Linked DNA regions of Bos taurus: region 1 is linked to region 2. Evidence: chromatin contacts called from public Hi-C data. All regions are on one chromosome and are shown on one strand. The core of a region is the stretch at or near the end of the contact, and the rest is flanking DNA. Distances in the headings are between cores, read along the strand shown.

Region 1 (3,593 bases), core at 778-3,277, 140 kb before region 2:
CTTTCTGTTTCTGTGATTTTTGACTATTCCAAATACCTCAAATAAACGGAATCATACAGTATGTGACTTTTTGTGACTTATTTCACTTAGCATAATGTCATTGAAGTTCATTCATGCTGTGGCATATTGCAGCATTTTTAAGGCCAAATAGTATGCCATTTATGTACAACAGATGTATACCACATTTTGCTTATCCATTCATCTGCTGATGAACACTTGGATCCCTTCTACATTTTAGCTGTCTTGAATAGTGCCATGAACATGGGTGTAACAATATCTCTAAGATCCTGCTTTCAGTTCTTTTGAGTATATACCAAGAAGCACAATTGCTGGATCATATGGTAATTCTATTTTTAATTTTTTAAGGAACTGCCATGTTATTTTCCAAAGCGGCTGTACCGTTTTACATTCCCACCAACAGTGCACAAGGATGCCAATTTCAGAGCTAATTTCTATGTGGCTTCAAAAATGTTCATTTAAACCTGAGAGATTAAAGACTCAAAAGGGCAAATTCATTAGGAAACTCAGTATGATCACATATACACAATACTATGGTTTTATTATAGTAACCACTGTGTGCCTACCCTGTACCAGGTACTTCAACACTTTACCTAGATGCTAATCTTTATATGATTCTAATTCTTATAACCTTTCAAGATAGGTATTGTAACCTCCATTTTACAAATAAGGCTAAAGATTAAATGACTCATCCAAGGTCATACATCTAACAAAAGTGACCCAACCAGTACTCATACCCAGGTCTCACTCCAAGCCAGAACCCTATTATTCCACAGTATCAAGGAGCTATTGGAATTTTGTATACTGCGTTTTTTCCTCCGCATGATGAAGGCAAAGTGAAGTCGCTCAGTCGTGTCCAACTGTTTGTGACCCCGTGGACTGTAGCCCACCAGGCTCCTCCGTCCATGACTGGAGTGCGTTGCCATTTCCTTCTCCAGGGGATCTTCCCAACCAAGGGATCAAACTCAGGTCTCCCGCATTGCGAGCAGACGCTTTAACGTCTGAGCCACCAGGGAAGCCCAAGAATACTGGAGTGGGTTGCCATTCCCTTCTCCAGGAGATCTTCCCGACCCAGGGATTGAACCCGGGTCTCCCACATTATAGGCAGACGCTTTACGGTCTGAGCCACGAAAGGGGAAGTATCAACGGAAGTTTCTTTAGGATTAGTCAGGTAAACAGCTGCATTCGCCTTTACGAAGATTTTCATGGGCTTTGTGTGCTCAGCTGGTAAAGAATCTGCCTGCAATGCCGGAGACGTGGGTTCGGTCCTTGGGCTGGGAAGATCCTCTGGGGAAGGAAAAAGATACCTGTATTCTGGCCTGGAGAATTCCATGGGGTCACAAAGAGTCGGGCACGACTGTGTGATTTTCACTTTTCGCTTTGTGGGGGAGTTACATGGTAAACGTGTGGCCTCCATAAGGCGGATAAACGAGGCTGAGATGAAGAGCGCGGGGTACGGGTTTCACTGGGTCTTTCAGCTTCATTCTTAATCGCTACTTTCGTAGACCCCCTACACCGGGGCGGGAAAGCGTTCGTGCAAATGTAGCAAGGAAGGATGGGTGGAGGAGGAAAGCTTTCCAGCCAACCGCAGTTGCCAGGACAGCGCGGCCCGAGCCGCAACGGCAGAAGCTGCACCGCGTCCCGGCAGCGGCTGCGAGCCCCAGTGACGCATTGCAGGTACGAACCAGCCAATCAGAGGAGGGCTCAACGATCATCGCGCTTCGTGTCGTTACTACGATGCTCTTCCGCGCCGCAAAGTAGCGCCTCTCAGGCGCCACTCCACCGGCTCTTCAACGGCTCGCTAGGGAGTGAAACACAGTTACGTCATCCGTTCGTCCCCTTCCCTTTATCTTTTGCATCGTCTATCACATAATTGTGGATAAAAGGGTCTCGAGAGGCGTTGGAGGGGAGGGGGTTGGCCGGGACTCGTTTATGATGTTCCGTTATCTGAAGTGTGGCGGAGGGATCTGGCGGAGGGAGGTGTTTATGAGGCGCTGGGGGCGGAGGGGGAGAATTAGTCCGAGTGGAGCGAGCGAGCTGAGTGGTTGTGTGATTGCGTCCCGGAGACCGGTAGCGCTTGCAGCATGGTGAGTGCGTCGCTAAGCTGCGGGCGCTCGGCCTGTAGGGGGTAAGAGGCTGAAGCGAATGGACGAAAGGGAACTAGCCTTTCTCACACTCTCTAGGAGTGGTCTTCGCCAGGGGGATGGTGCGCCAGAGGCTGGGGGTGTCCACGGCGGTTGTGTCGCAGGTGCTCCCCCACCCCCACTCTCCTCAGGGAGGTGTCCCGTGGTGTACTGGGGGCCAGGCGCAGCGCCCCCGGGACCTTGGAGCTCCTCAGAGGCTGGATGAGGATGGAGCCGGGGCGGGGGCAGCTGGGTTAGGCGAGGGTGGAAGGGCGGGAGGAGCGGGAGCGCAGAAGCCTTGGGTCGGGCATCTCAAAAGGTCAGCCAGGGGCCGTATTCAAAAGCCCAACGGACGGTTGGTGCGGGCGCCAGGAAGCGCCTTTGTCCGCGCGCGGCCGCCATGCGCCGTGGGGGCGGGCGGGAGCGCGCGAGGCCCGGGGCGAGCGCCCGCGCCGCCGTTAGCCCGCAGCCCCCGCGTGCTGGGCCGGGAGGGAGCTGGGGGCGCGCGAGCGGGCGGGCGGACTAGCTGAGTGGGCCGAGTCCGCGGGGAGCGGCCGGGGGCGGGGCGGGCTCGGGACCGCGGCCGTCGCTTGCCAGACCCGGCTCGAGCCCCAGCTGCTGCGCTGGCACCTGCGGGACTGCGGAGGTCTGGGCGTCCCGCGGCGCTGCGGGGTCGTCCGGTCGGGCAAAGTTTGGGGAGGGCAGCCTCGTCCGATTCCCATCCCCCACCCCCGGCGGCGAGGAGGAAGCTCGGTGAATACTGATCTTTTTGCTACATATGGGCCTTGAGGCCTAATTCCACTTCCCAGGCTAAATAATTCTAAAAAAAATTCAAGTGGTTTTGTCATTGAAGGAAATGACTATATCTGAAGTCAGGCGCAGCCTCGCACTGCGCATCTCGTTAGAGAAAGCCAGAGACTCCAGCTGGCTTTTGAAAGGCGTTTTTCTATTCACTCACCGAAAGCCCGCTCCGGGATGACTCCCGTTCTGATGCCAAAGTCGATCTTACCCTCTAGTAACAATCGGAAGGATGCCTTTAACAGGGGCCACAGTCCTCTTTTGAGTGCTCACGTGCACGTTGAAATGTTTAAGATCCATTAACACTATTGCCCCGCACCAACACCCTTGAAAATAACTCCCTATTTCCGTAGCGAAAATGCCAGGTCATCTTTTAAGTGAGGTTTAATTCATTTGTACATTAATGATTGTCAAAGACTATGGTGATAGAAGAGTATATTGGGGGACGGGATTTTTTTAAAGCATTTTCCTGTCACTTGAGACCGGAACTCTTGTTCTTTCCTGTTAAGAAAAAGTCTCATGAGCGAGGTAATTTGCAATACTTATTTTGTGGTTCCTTCTGCCAAGTGGTTACAGGCGATGGGTGTGTCCAGGAGGCAAGGTGACATCTTAAACAGGAGTTGGGAATCCTTGCCAACTGAAACCTCCACTCTG
Region 2 (3,693 bases), core at 719-3,218:
TTCTCTTTCGAAGCAAGCATGACACTGCGGTCATTTCCCATTTACAGGCTGACCCCCTTTCGCACTTTGCACCCCCTGAGGGCAGGGTTCCTGTCTTGTTCCTGAAGCTCAGCCTGGGCATACAGCATGTGCTCAGCAAATGCCCTCACTTGTTCTGGGGGGTTCTCTAGATCACAAGGAAAATCAGTAGCTGCCAGGGAAGCAAATTTAGAAATGAAAGAGGATAAAAAGCCAAAGGTGACCACTCGGGAAGTCACATGAGTCCCTCCTGCAGCTTTTATGCATGAAACAGATTCCTGGGGACTTTGAGCTTGGAGCCATAAAAGGACAGAAGCTCAATTCCTTGCCTTCCGGAAACCTCTGGTTTCTGACAAGCAAGCAAGCAACATTATAAATTTTGATCCCCGTTTGTAAGATTGACAATGGAGACTAAGACCTGGGAGATAGAATAAGAATCACAGCAATCTTCCCTAGTCTGTCCAGAGCTTCTGAAGAGCCAGGAAGGGCATGAAGCACAGGGCACCACAGGCTCCTTAGAGACTTCTTGTCTGGGGGCTGCTACTGAAGGCAGAGTTCACCTTCAGGGGACTGCGCACAGCCCCCCTCCTCTATAAAGTCACACCTTCAGTTTCAAACAGCATCTCCCAGACTCCTATCATCTACATGCCACATCCACACTTTTGGCTACTAGCTGTACACCATTAGTGTTACTGCTTTGTGCAATACTTTTCTTAATATCTTCTTTCTTTTTACTTCAGTAGACATCCCACCTTCATCAAACATACCTGAAATCATGGATTTGGTGTACAAGTTGTTTGGCTTCAGGTTTCGCATTTCTTTTTTGCTAACAAATATTACATACAGAAGTACTTTTTTTTTTCAGAAGTACTTTAAAAACCTTAGTCCGTGTATCACTTACAGCCATTTGTGTGCCACTAGAGGTATTAAGGTGGGACCAGCGGCATTAGCATCAGGGGAACTTGTTAGAAATGCAAATTCTGAGGATCCCTACTCCAGATCTGCTGGGTCAGAAATTCTGCTGTGGAGTCCAGCAATCCATGTTCTATCAAACTCCAAGAGGGTCCCAATGACATTCAAGTTTGGGAACCACTGATTTAGTCGATTCCTCAATGCCTTCCAGTTCTCCTATGCTAAGCAATCAGGTTCCAGGAGGAACAACCTGACATGGAAACCCTGGCTTTGCAGCCAGATCCTAAATCTGCAATCTTAGGAAAGTGAGGTAGCCAATCTGACTTCTAGTCTCCCTGTCTGCAGGAGGATTCCTCATTTGCTCCCAGTGCTGTCAGGAAGACGAATATATGTGAAGCCCTGAGGACAGCAGGCATGTGGTATAGACTTACTGAGTATTAGCTATCTTCCCTATTTTCCTTTCTAATCTGGGTCCTAAAGGTCACATTACTTATGTTTTAATTTGCCACATTATTTTGCACGGAAGTTCAGAAGCTAATGAGTAGAGGGGGAGGAAGTACCCAAGGGGCTGCTCCAGTTTTGTGTCCATCTTTCTCCTTCCATCAGCCCCGCCCACAGGGGACACAAGAACAGGACTCCCTGATAGGCAGACCACACCCAGGGACAGGCTGGGAGCCCCAAGCCCGAAAGCAAGAGTCTGCAGCAGAAGCCCTTCAAGCCCACTGAGGACTCTGCCTTGGAGAAGGACCCAGAGGTGGACAGCAGGGGCAGCTGAGAGGAAAACCACACGGCCACCACTATTAGAAGAGTGAGAAAAGACGCATGAATTCTCAGAAGACAGGAAACGGCTGGCTCTGGGAACTCAGCTGCGGGAGAGCTCTGCTGGAGCAGCTGGGCCACAGGCTGAGGAAGGCTGGACCCTGGGGCTGCCCAGGGCCCCTTTGGCCCAGAAGAAGCCAGGAGTGCCCCGGACCTGTGGGTGATTTTCCACTCTGTGGGCTACCTGCCAGCCTCCTCCCTGGCAGCCTGGCCAAGGCTGCTACCAGGAGGCCAGAGCCAACAAGGACTATGATCCCTTCTTCCCACTGCAAGGCAAGGACTGTCCTCTCTCTGCCTGTAGTTTCTATATCATCAACACTCAGAAAGTACTCCCAGGTCAGCAGTACTGGCATTGCCTGGGGATTTGGGAGAAATGCAGACTCCCAGGGATCCTGTTTCTCCCAATACACACACAATTTAGGAATAAGCACTGTATTTTAACAAGATCTTGTGCTCCCAAAGTTGTATATTTTTATTGTTTTCAAATCTGTAAGGGAACTGGGCATCTAAATAAGCTTCCAAGAATTTTTTAGCAAAGTAATCACCCTTAGGCATCTTTTGGGTAAGTTCCAATTTTTATTGAATGCAGATAAAGAGAAAAACCGACAAAGGTTCCGGTGGCCGGAGCTAGACAGGGAGAGACCCAGGCTCCTGGCCAATGCTGATCTGTTCTGAAATGTCAGGAATGCCCCTCTCCCTCAGCTCACCCCTCCAGGAAATGGGAAACAAGCTGGGGTCTCTCCCACCAGCCTGAATAATCCTGTCGCAGGTCTAAACTGATGATGCCAGGTAGAGCTGGGACTTTTCTGAACCCCGTGAGAGGCCAGTTTGAAAGATCTCTTTGTTCCAATCTCTCACATTGACCTTTCTGAGCAAAGCTGCCACTTTAAACAATATCCAATCAGGAGCCTCCAACAAACCCTGGCCCAGAATCAGGCTGCATGCAGACAAGCCAGGAGGCCATGGATTCCAACTCAAGCAAACCCTGGCTGGTCAGGAGCAGAGAGAAAGAGATGTGCGTGCAGTCATGGGTCAACGGAAACAACCTGTCTTAGAGTGGCCTGCAGGTGGGCTATGCAAGGAGGTGGCAAGCTCCCCAGGGCCCCTGGTCAACAGCAAGCAGTGGGGAGGATTTTGGAAAGCACTTTATCTCATTCAGTCTTTGCAACTTCTAATGAGGTTGGTGAGGGAAGCTTCATATTTCTGGGTACCAGCTCAATGCTTGGAACACAGGAGGCACTCAAGAAATTATTGTGGAATAAATCCATCCATTCTCCAAGGGGAAAATTAAAGCCCTGAAGACGCCTGCCTTTTCAGGCCATCACTCACGCAATGGAAAAGGTGGGCTCCCTGCAGGCACCAAGGGATTCAGATTTCACTCCCTTCTAGCTAACCAGACCCTCCAGAAAGACAACGGTGTTCTGACTTGGCACAGTTACACTTCCCTTTCCTGGCTATCTGACCTCCAGGACTCCCTCGACTAAGTCTTTTCAAAGGGCTCACGGCATACCAAGTACCTGGATATTGTCCGACTCAATGGACATGAGTTTGAGCAAGCTCCGGGAGCTGGTGATGGACAGGGAAGCCTGGAGCGCTGCAGTCCATGGGGTTGCAAAGAGTCGGACACAGCTGAGTGACAGAACTGAACTGGATACTGAACACCAACTACCTGTTCTCAACAGGCATCCAACTAGTACAGGGGGAATGAATTAAGAGACTGATGATAAATGAATAGCTCATTTATGGGCTTGCACGTAAGGAGCTCATGGTCTATAAATTTAGCCATGCTCCTGATTTATTCAAGAGCTTAGCAAAATATTTTGCATACAGTAGGGTGCTCAACAAATTTTCTTGAGGGAGAGAATGAGAAACAGGGAATGAGAAAATACATGGAATTACCACTGAATGGAACCTAAACAGGCTCTGGTATGCATGGCCCCGGCC

Evidence for each region. Hi-C and Micro-C count contacts between places; a contact is called where the count stands out from the background.
Region 1: a Hi-C map of an unstated tissue shows a contact between it and region 2, with 5 times the contacts expected there. The contact joins the promoter of CALM2 here to the enhancer-like site in region 2. A contact is called at or near these places in 2 of 11 Hi-C or Micro-C datasets (skin fibroblasts and an unstated tissue).

Annotation. Positions count from the first base shown.
Region 1 is chr11:29,592,748-29,596,340 of ARS-UCD2.0, reverse strand. It overlaps CALM2 (calmodulin 2), which reads left to right and starts at 2,027. Exons shown (of 6, transcript NM_001242587.1): 1 at 2,027-2,105. The coding sequence starts at 2,103. It overlaps LOC132346567 (a long non-coding RNA gene), which reads right to left and starts at 1,943. Exons shown (of 6, transcript XR_009496415.1): 1 at 1,326-1,943.
Region 2 is chr11:29,447,781-29,451,473 of ARS-UCD2.0, reverse strand. The region is part of intron 5 of TTC7A (tetratricopeptide repeat domain 7A); the gene reads right to left. Among named protein-coding and RNA genes, the nearest start is that of TTC7A, 45 kb to the right of the region's middle. Within about 2 kb of position 1,968, at least 12 of the 102 cell types and tissues checked have an H3K27ac peak or open chromatin away from gene starts, as enhancers often do.